2 separate regions of the Canis lupus genome follow, and region 2 is linked to region 1. A link is a contact called in public Hi-C data. All regions are on one chromosome and are shown on one strand. Each heading gives the region's core, a stretch centred on a gene start, on an enhancer-like site or on the middle of the called end of the contact. The rest is flanking DNA. Distances are from core to core; before and after follow the strand shown.

Region 1 (5,565 bases), core at 2,140-4,639:
CCTAAAATAAACTTTGTATTTTAGAATAACTTGAGATTTGCAGAAAATTGCAAAGATAGTACAGAGAATTGCCCCACTCAATTTTCACTTTTTTGTTTTTTTGCCAAATTTTTATTTGAATATAGTTGATCTTATGCTAGTTTCAGGTGTACCACTTAGTGATTCAACTTCACTCAATGTTCCGTTGAATGAGAGTTTTCTATGGACCTCTAAGGACTTTTCTTGCATTAAAGAAGCCGATCTTAGTAACTTCAAAGCTACCAATGATGGCCAAAATTCTTTAAAATTTAGTTATAAGAATGGGGTATCTGGAGTCAAAGGGTCTGAGTTACAGCTCCACTTCTTAATAATGACAGTACCTTAGAGAAGTTATTGAACCTCCCTAAGCCTCAATTTCCTTTCCTGTAACATGGAGATGGAGCAGATAATAATACCTATCTATATTAATCTTGGGGCATAGCAAGTACTCAATGTCAATTTATCAAAATAAACTGGAGGAGACATTTAATATAATTTCTTATTTATAAATCTTTATTTTACATCGCTGCTCTATGTGTATCATATTCTGCAACCAGACTAGATTACACATAGTTCTCTTATTTATTTATTTTTTTCACCTAGTTCTCTTAACACTGGAAGGTATTTTATACTCCTTAGCAATACTCTTCCCTTCACGGACTACCTGGCAAACTTCTATTCACACTTCAAGACTCAGTTCACATTATCTTTCATTTATTTGGTCAGTCATCATCCAACATTTTTTTTTTTTTAAACATTCACTCTAAATAGCATCCTCCTTCTGGAGATACATCTACCAGCAAATTAAACATAAATAGAATTAACACTGCTTAGAAGACTGCCCGTTGAATATGCATCTTAGATCATTTTCCTCTTTAGAAAATTTCCCACATGCTACATGTTCAGTAATAACTCCAGCTGCTTGCTCATAAGATAGTATTTCTTCCCCAAATGTAATACTTCTATTTTTGTGCTCCACCAGTTTTGTTGTTTTTAGAAAGCTTTTAGGCCCATTACTAAGAGTAAACCAGATACTTAGCTGAGACATAATTTTTCTGAAACATTTGAGCAATGGACAAGCAGGAAGTGATTAAAAGGAGAAAAGCTTTAACAACTACTCGCAAAATTCCCTTTCCTTGTGAAACTTACATATTTAACAAGAAGTCAACAGTAATTACCAGACTTAACACCTGCTGCATAGAATCTTGTTTTAAATAAATTTGTAATATGGAGGCAGATTCACTGCACCAATATCCCATTGCACATGTTAACTGCAATATACGCTTAGAATTCTAATAATTTCTCTGATAATATCTTGCATCATTTAAGAATTCCTAAAGATGAATTCTAAAATTCAGTTTCATCTGTGCAAACCTGAAAATTTCATTATATGCTTTTTAAAAAAGTGCTTACCTAACTGATACATAAAAGGGAAATTGGCCATGTGATCATGTGTTCTCACGTATCTCTGACATTCTGCAAATACCGTAAGTTTTTTGAATAGTTTCAACATAAAAAAAAAAAAACCCTGAACACAAGCATGATTCTGTGTTTGAACCTAAATACACACACATACACTTATGTTCAGATATGCATACGAATAGGAATGTTGAAAACTACCCCTTGTACTTGAGGGCATGATCACTGGGTGTTATATGATGTTGGCAAATTGAAGTAAAAAAAAAAAAAATGAGTGGGAAAAATCAGAGAGGGTGACAAACCATGAGAGACTCCTAACTCTAGGAAAGGAACAAGGGGTAGTGGAAGGGGAGGTGGGCGGGGGGTGGGGGTGACTGGGTGACGGGCACTGAGGGGGGCACTTGGCGGGATGAGCACTGGGTGTTATGCTATATGTTTGCAAATCGAATGCCAACAAAAAATATACATTAAAAAATAAAATAAAATAAATTGATGACTAAGAAAAAAAAGAAAACTTGTTTTATGGCTTAATACGACATAAGCAAGATCCTGTAAGCAAAATTAGAACTAAAGGGCCAGTCACCCAGCTTGTCCCCTAAAAGCATAATAATAGACACCCTCTCTTTATCAGCCCTGCTCTCAAAGGTATCAGGAGTCAGAAGTAAAGCACTGACGACGTTTAAATAAAGGTTGGAGCTTTTAGTTTTTTTTCGGCGGGATTAATCTGAAAAAAGCGTTTAGGCAAGGGCAGTGCAGGGGTGATGGATGCCGTGGACGCTGCGGCCTGAAGTGGTCCAGAAGCACTGGCTGGAGCAGACCAGCCGGGAGCTCCGGGGAGCCACTGCCCCGCCCGCGCTGTGCCCTCCGCGCCCCCCCCCCGGACCAGCCCCTTCGGTCACAGACGCCCGCGGCCCGGTCCTCCCCCCCGGGGGCTCCTGGGGCCCACAGGTCCCTTCCCAGGCGGCCGAGGGGCGCGCTTCCACCTGTCGCCAGGAGGGGACGCGGTACTAGGTCGGCTCATTTCTCCGGATTTCCCAACAGGGGCCCGGTGTCCCCGAAAGGGCCCGATTTGAAAAATCATTTAGTTTTTTGGGGGAGGGCGGGGGTGGTCGGAGCAGTCGCGGGGGGCAAACCCATCACCTCCGTTCACATTAGCCAACCTCCCCGTCCCTCGCCGCCCCACCCGGCAGCCCCCGCTTTGCTCCCTCCAAGCCCAGGGCGTCGGGGACACGGGGGGGAGGGGGGGCGGAGCGGTCCCGGGGTCAAGCCCATCCCCCCACCACGTTAGCCCCTCTCCCCTCCCCCCGTCCCCCAGCTCCCCCCCTCCAAGCCCAGGGCGTCGGGGACACGGGGGAGGGGGGGCCGAGCGGTCCCGGGGTCAAGCCCATCCCCCCACCACGTTAGCCCCTCTCCCCTCCCCCCGTCCCCCAGCTCCCCCCCCCAGCTCCCCCCCTCCAAGCCCAGGGCGTCGGGGACAGGCGAGCGGTGGGGGGCGGGGGGAGATTTTGAACGTGACGCCAAAGCAGCTCTCCCTTCCTCGGGAGCCGGAGGGCGGGGGGCCCGGCGCCAGCTGCACGCTCGGCGGCTTCCCAAGGCGGCGCTGGCGCGGGGCTCTGGCTTCCTGGTTACGTGCGCGCCCGCGACTCCGGCTTCTCCGCGGGGACCAGAGGGCCGGGCCCGCTGCCGTGAGACGTGTCCAGCTCCGCGCGCCTCATGGCCGCCGCCCGACCCCGCCGCCCCGCGGCCTCGGCGGCGCACGCGCACGGGCGCCCCGCGGGGGTCACTCCGGGCCCCGCCCCGCGGTGGGCGGGGCTGCGCCTCCCGGCCGGCCAATCAGCGGGCGGCCCTGCGCCGGCCTCCCCCGCCGGCCTCCCCCGCCGGCCGGGCGGCGACACGTGCGGGTGTTTGCGTACGTGCGGCTCCCGCGGGGCGGGCAGGGCAGGGCTGGGCGCGCGGCGGGGCGCGGCGGGGCGCGGGCGGCGGCCGGGGGCGGGGGCGGGGGCGGCCCGCGGCCCGGGCAATCTAAATTCCCCGGCTCCGGGCCGGCCGCGCACTCGTACCTCCCGGCCCGCGGCGACCGCCCCGCCGCTCTGCACTGGCCCGGGGCCTCCGGTCCTCTGCGTCAGGCGGAAGATGCAGTTGCTGGACTGCAACCCGGAGGTGAGACGGCCCCTTCCCTGTCGGGCGGCCCGTGTGTCTGTCTGTCGGGGGCAGTAGCGAGGGGACTGGCGCCGAGCGCGGCCGGGTCAGGCCTCGGTTAGATCTGGGGCGTGGGGGCGTTCGTGCCGCCGCGGGCGAGGCGGGCGCGGGCGCGGGCGCGGGCGCGGGCGAGGCGGGCGCGGGAGCTGGAGCCGCGGTTCTGCCCCCGCAGGTGGATGGCGTGCAGCACCTGCTGGAGGCCGGGGCCTCGGTCAACGCGCCGCCGGACCCCTGCGAGCAGGCGCCTGTCCACTTGGCCGCGGGGGGCGGCCTTGCTTGCTTTCTTCTGTGGCAGCTGCAGAGCGGCGCTGACCTCAACCAGCAGGTAACTAGGGTACGGACCGAGGCCGCGAGCCCCCGCCCCCACGCACCGCCGCCCGGACGGCTGCCGGCGCCCCAGGGCTGCTGCCCTCGGCCTCCGTCAGCCCGTGGCCCAGGTGCCCGAGAGAAATACTCGAGCGAGACGCTTCCGTGGTGTGAGATTTTCTCGTGGCCACGTTAGGAAGGTGGAACAGGAAGCTAATGTTATGACTTAGGTCGATTTACCTAAATATTTCAATATGCAAGCAGTGTAAAAACCATTGCATATATCTTTTTTTTAAATTTATTTATTCATTCATGAAAGAGAGAGAGGCAGGCAGAGACACAGGCAGGCTCCATGCCGGGAGCCTGATGTGGGACCCGATCCAGGGCTCCAGGATCACGACCTGGGCCAAAGGCAGGCGCCAAACCGCTGAGCCACCCTGGGATCCCCCATCTTCCGTTTTCTTCTCAGACCTGCCTGGTATGTATGTTGCATTTACAGCCCATTTCAGCTCGGTCTGGCCACATTGGTCTGGCCACATTTCAGGTGCTCGTTAGGCATCGTACGGCTCCCGGCTGCCGCACTGCACAGCGCACACAGGTCTACAGTTATTTCAAAGGGAGCAGTTGCTACAGGACTAGGTTAAAAGGGTCAGTACAGTAATTACTTAAATAACGGTTGTGAGGCACACTCATAACCATGAGAGCTTTCTGCAGAACTTTACGATCTTATATTGAATTTAAAGTAGAGTGAATTTATTTACTTTTATTTTTTTTAAAGATTTTATTTATTTATTCATGAGACACACACAGAGGCAGACACTTAGGCAGAGGGAGAAGCAGGCTCCCTGCGGGGAGCCCGATGTGGGACTCCATCCCAGGACCCCCGGATCACGCCCTGAGCCGAAGGCAGACGCTCAGCCATTGAGCCACCAAGGCGACCCGTAAAGTAGGGTGAATCTAAATTGCAAACTGTTAAAAAAAATTTTTAAAAATCAATTGTAAACTGTTTTATCTCTGTAAAACTCTACTTCACTTTTATTCACTTAAATTTTAATGTATGGAGCTGTGGCTGCATGTGTTTTTATTTATGGAAATTTTGCATTTGACAGAACACAAAGTGGACTTTATTAAAAATTTTTTTGAAGTAAAAACTTCAGTAGAATGTAGTTCTCACTGGCTTACTTAAACAGTCATTAGACTTCCCCTGCCACCTTCCACAGAAATTGTTTTGGGGAGAGCCTAGAATGTACTGTCTTATCTTTAAGGATGTTTTTGGAGAAGCACCACTACACAAGGCAGCAAAAGTTGGAAGTCTGGAATGCCTTAGCCTGCTTGTAGCCAGTGATGCCCAAATTGAGTAAGTATAAAATCAGTGGTTTCAAATTTCACATTTTCTTGGATTAAGCTAATCAGACTCCTGAAGTATAATTATGTACTTTTAAAAAAAATGATGCTTGCCTAATTGACCGTTTAGTTATTTAAATGTTAACTTAGGCTGTTAATACCTAATACTATTAAATTTTAGTAAAAAATGGATCCTTAGCAATCGGAGGTGGAGTTCTTTTTATCTGTTTTGACAGTATTACGTCTTAGGTTTGGTTTGGGATAATCCCTTCTATAAAA
Region 2 (5,482 bases), core at 976-3,475, 180 kb before region 1:
AGAGTCTAGAATCTAAGTCATGACCAATGGTTTACAGAACAAGGGATTCATTTATAGAACAAGAGATTCGAGGCATTCATAGCAAAAGTAATGGCTAAAAAAAAAGGGTGTACTCAGATATTCAAAGGATTGTGATACAAAAAAAAAAAAAAAATTAGAACTGTTATTTGTAGTTCCAGAGGTAGAACTTGCATCAACAGATACAACATATATGAAGGCTGTTCTTAAATTAACATGAGAATTGAACAAAACGGAATGGGGCTACTTCCTCATGTTGGGGCAAAAACTGAATGTCCACTTGCTGGGATGCTAGAGAGGGAGTTCACGCATTAGGAGGATAAGATTTCCCAAGCATAACATTTTACAAACTAGGTCTAAATCCCTGTTGGGATTTGACTATTTGTAAACCAAATGATTTCACATCCTTTCTTTGAAATCCATTTTTCAGAGTGAACGGTTTTGTGCCTAATCTCCTCACCAACTGGAACTCCTGGGATCTTGCTCATCTTCATATCCCCAGTGCCTAAAGTAGGATCTGACAAATACTAGACACTCAAAGAATGTTTACCTGATGCAGGAGTTTGGAGTTCAGGAGTTTGGCGTTCAGAGAGACTGAACTCTGGTTCTACTCTTTGCGCTATGTAAGCAGAAAAATCACTGCTTTTTCCTGAGCTAGTTTCTTTGACAGCTTCCCACAACTGTCCCCCACCGACCCCCCACTCCCACCCTCACCAGAATTAGCTATCCCCTTATCTGTATTTACATGGTTTGTGTAGTCCTCAACAGTTGTTAAGGACCCACTTCTCCTGTGGTGCCTAACACCTGGGAGACGTTTCAGGCATACTATCCGACAGACAGGGTTATTCTAAATATTTATGCACCCCAGTGCTTTAACCCAACTTAGGAAAAAATTATCCAACGATCCCATCCACTAAAGCAACCCTTCTGATAATTATTTCAAAGTCAGTGAGATCCAATTCACACTGGAAAATAAAAATAGGGACTTAATAAGAGCGTAAAGATTCTCTTCACAACCTATTGGGAAACGGTAAACACTAAGCGGTAGTTCCTTTAAGAACCCTTCTGGGGGCTCGACGAAAACGGGTATTTGTCAAAGCTGCCCCGGCGGCCCTTGGACACTCACCGTTTGGAGAGCTCCTGCACAGCCAGCAACAGAAACACTAACGCTTTTTTATGATACACCGGGGGTAACACACAAATAAGACTCTGGCTTTTTTTTTTTTTTTAAACTGTCAGTCCATTACAGTGACACTGCATCACTTCTGTAATCAGGCGCATAATACGGTTCGAACAAGGTAACTGGTTGGGTACCCGGAAATCTGGGCCCAAAATACACGTTTTCTCAGGAACTTGAGTCGAGGGTCGGTCCACCACCTCGTCCTGTCCTCGTCCCCATCACCACCCCCAGCTACACACACACACACACACACACACACACACCCGAGGTCGAGGTCACGAGTCAAGTCCGCGGACGCGGCGGCGCCACCACCTCCTGACCCCGGCCCGACCCCGGCCGCAGGCCCTGCGGGAACGCATCCCGGGGTAGGCCGGGCGGGTCCCGCGGCGGCGGCAGGGGCTGCGGGCGGCCCCACAGCCCGGGACCCCACCCTCGGCCGCGGGCTCCGCCGCCTCGGGTGGTCACTCACACCCGCCCCCACTCCCCGCCGCCCCCGGCGCGCTGACTGGGCCTCACAGCGGGCGGAGCCAGGGGCTGGGGTCCCGCCCGCCTCCCTCACCTCCCGCGCGGGCTTCCTCATACCGACCCCGAGTGCCCGCCGCCGCTGGGCTCCGGAGAAGGGGAAACGGATCCCGAAGCAGGCGAGGGTGGCGGCGGGCGCGGCGCGGGCGGGCGGGCCCCGGGGGGTTGCTCGCGCGCCGCTTACCTGGGCGCAGCGGCCGCCGCCGCCGCCTCCTCGCGCGCCGCCCGCAGCGTTCCAGGCGCACGCGCAGGCGCAGGCGCAGGCGCACTCAGTCTCTGCACGCGGCTCCCAGCGGCGCCGGGCTCGGGCTTCCGGGGGCGGGGAGAGCGGAGCGGGAGAGCCGGGCGCAGAGGGCGCGGGGGCCTGGCGCGCCGGCTCGGTGCGGCTCCGTGGGCTCCGCGCGGCGGGCGTCATAGAGCGCGGGGGGCTGCCGGCGGCCTGGAGCGCCTGCGGCGGGCCGGGAGCGGAAGGCGGAGGCCGGCGACGCCGGGGCGGGTGGGGTCGCGCGGAGAAGCGGGCCCCCGGGCCCTCGGATGCCCAGGGCACCGTCCACGCCTTCCTGCGACGGTCCCCGCCACTAGGGCAGTGACGGGGGCCCGGGACACTGGCGTTCAGCAGCTGGTGATTCCTTCCCCCAAACCACGACACTAGTGAGCGGGGCGGCTGTGACTGTGGTTCTGTCAGCAAAGATCGGATCCACGAGCCGGTCACACCCTAGTCCTCCGACCCCTGGCAAAGGAGGTGGGTGGTTAAGGCAACAAAGTGAACCTTAATACTGGAGATGCGATAAGGCTCTGGGCGGCGGGGGGGCGCCTGGGTGGCTCGGCCGGTTAAGCACCCTCCCCTCCCCTCCCCCATCCCTCCCCCCCCCCTCCCCCATCCCTCCCCCCCGCCTCCGACTCAGGACTTGGTCTCAGGTCAGGATCCCAGGGTCATGAGGTGGAGCCCCGGGGAGGCTCTGTGCGCCGAGAGTGGAAGCCTCCGCTTAGGATTCTCTCTAACTCCTCCTCCCTCTGCCCCTCTCTCACTTTCTCTCTCTTTCAAAAACAAACAAACCCCAAAACCAAAAGTTCCCAGCACTAGGGGAAAAACTGTAACTGTAGGGTGATGGACGTTCATTAGACTTACTGTGGTGTACATGTTATGTTTACCTAGATCATGTACATCCTAAATTTATATGCTGTTATATAGAAATCAATAAAGCTGTAGATTTTTTTTTAATTTTTTTAATTAAGAAAAGCAAGAGGTCAGAGTGATACAAGACGCCTTGAGCCAAGGACAGCAGGTGCCTTTGAAAGCCGACAAAGGCGAGAAAAGGTATTCTCCCTTGAAGCCTCCAGGAGAAATGGCAGCCCTGTCCATACCTTAATTTTAGACTTCTGACCTCCAGAACACAGAATAAGTTTGTGTTGTTTTAAACCACTGAGTTTGTAGTAATCTGTTATAGCAGCCATGGAAAACTAATACAATGGGTACTCAATACAGTTTTTACATGAAAGTACAAAGAAAGATAGGAACTAAGGTTTATCCATATCCTAGGGAGTGTCACTAAGGAATTGACTTTTTTGTTCTTGACAATATATTGTGTACTGTTTGCTTGTAACTACCAACAGGTACTCAGAATCATTTTGTTCTTTTTGTAGGCTAAAAGGATTTTACTAGATTCTGCTTAACTGCTGGCACCGTTTCCCAGGGATGATTGTCTACTCTGTGGTCAAAAGTTTGTTGTATGGGGACTCCCTGGGTGGGTCAGCAGTTCAGCATCTGCCTTTGGCCCAGGGCGTGATCCTGGAGACCCGGGATCCCTGCATGGAGCCTGCTTCTCCCTCTGCCTGTGTCTCTGCCTCTCTCTCTCCTCTGGGTCTTTCATGAATAAATAAATAAAATCTTTTTTTAAAAGTTGGTTATATGAAGGGTCTCAATAGACATTTCTCCAAAGAATATATGCAAATAGCCAAGAAGTGTATGAAAAGATGTTCAACATTACTAATCATTAGGGAGATGCAAACAAATGAGACCACTTTACACACATTAAGATGGCTATAATAAAAAGGCAGAAAATAAGAAAGATTGGCAAAAATGTGGAGAGATTGGAAACCTTGTGTATTGCTCGTGAGAATGTGAAATGGTACTACTTCTGTGGAAAACTATAGCAGTTCCTCAAATTGAACACAGAACTACCATATGACCCAGCAATTTCACTTCTGGGTATGTACCCAAAAGAATTGAAAGCAAAGTGTCAAAAAGGTATTTATACACTCATATTAGTAGTAGCATTATTCGCCAAAGCCGAAAGATGGAAACAACTTAAATGTCTATCAACAGATGGACAAAGAAAATGTATATTCATACAGGAATATTATTTAGCCATAAACAGGAATGAAGTTCTGATACATCATGCTACAACATGGATGAATCTTGAAAACATTATGCTAAGTGAAATAAGCCAGGCAAAAAGGGACAAATATGAGTTGATAAATAAGAAGTACCTAAAATAGACAAGTCATAGTAACAGAAGCTAAAAGTGTGGTGCCAGACTAGGTCAGCTGGAGGAATATGCAACTTTGATTTCAGGGTTGTGAGTTTGAGCCCTGCCTTGGGTGTAGAGATGGCTTAAAAGTGAAATCCTTAAAAAAAAAAAAAAGAAAAAAAGAAAAAGAAAAGAACAGAGGTTACCATGGGCTGGGGGATGGAGAAGAAAGGGGGAGTTCTTGTTTAATGCATACAGAGTTTTGGTATAGGATGATGAAAACGATCTGGATATGGATATTGGTGATGGATATACACAATGTGAATGTACCTAATGCCACTGAACTGTACATTTAATTTTTCTTAAAGATTTTATTTATTTATTCATAGAGAGAGAGAGAGCCAGAGACACAGGCAGAGGGAGAAGCAGGCTCCATGCAGGGAGCCCGACATGGGACTCGATCCTGGGTCTCCAGGATCACACCCCAGGCTGCAGGTGGCGCTAAACCGCTGCACCACCGGGCTGCCCTGAACTGTACACTTAAAATGCTTAAAATACTAAATTTTGTGTATGTTTTATAATGATAAAAATAAAATAATCTTATATTTTAAACTTTAATTTTGTTTTTTTCCTGGACTATGAATATGTGAAAATTTGCCTTTTCCCTGACTTTCTTTTCCTGCAGAGAACACATCCTCAGTAGTCTATATTGAATAAATGAATCAATGAACATATGAAATGGATTGTAAATAAGCTTCTTCAGATCAGAGATTTAGAGATTTTATTTGCTTTATGCCTCTTCATAATTCTAGTCATAGAGGGTCATCAAAAGTGAAAAAAAGCTTTTTCCCAAATTCATTGAATATGGACTCTTTTATCAGAAAAGATGAAAATAATATCCCCTGGGTCCTTTTTAAAAATTGTTTCTCGCTTATCATAAACCTCCTGAAACAGAACGTAGGCTTGACTATTTCTGCAGAGAGCTATTAAAGACCTTTGCATAATAGCTGGAGGTTTTTTCATCTATGCTAAACTATGTTATGAGCAAATGGATTTTTCTTTTAATTTAGGAATTAAGTTTTGAAGGATGAAATCTTGCCTGGGTTGAAGTTTATAAAACCAAATTTAAATTAAGTGTAGTTAGGTTTCATATTTTTTTTAAGTACCCAAGGCGGGGAGGGGGGTACTTCAAAATACCTAAATGCTGTTAGTGGAAATTGAGAAAGCAAAATGACTTAGACTCACATTTGAATTTCCTGAACTTCCATCAAGCAGGATTGGTAGCTCTCTT

The links. A called contact is a pair of places that touch in the nucleus more often than the background predicts.
Region 2: a Hi-C map of blood shows a contact between it and region 1, with 2.4 times the contacts expected there. The contact joins the promoter of SNX25 here to the promoter of ANKRD37 in region 1. A contact is called at or near these places in 3 of 9 Hi-C or Micro-C datasets (amygdala and blood).

What each region holds. Positions count from the first base shown.
Region 1 is chr16:46,159,388-46,164,952 of UU_Cfam_GSD_1.0, reverse strand. It overlaps ANKRD37 (ankyrin repeat domain-containing protein 37), which reads left to right and starts at 3,389. Exons shown (of 5, transcript XM_038560390.1): 1 at 3,389-3,597; 2 at 3,809-3,961; 3 at 5,208-5,299. The coding sequence starts at 3,571.
Region 2 is chr16:46,337,112-46,342,593 of UU_Cfam_GSD_1.0, reverse strand. It overlaps SNX25 (sorting nexin-25), which reads left to right and starts at 2,225. Exons shown (of 19, transcript XM_038560394.1): 1 at 2,225-2,462. It overlaps CFAP97 (cilia- and flagella-associated protein 97), which reads right to left and starts at 1,959. Exons shown (of 5, transcript XM_038560398.1): 1 at 1,905-1,959.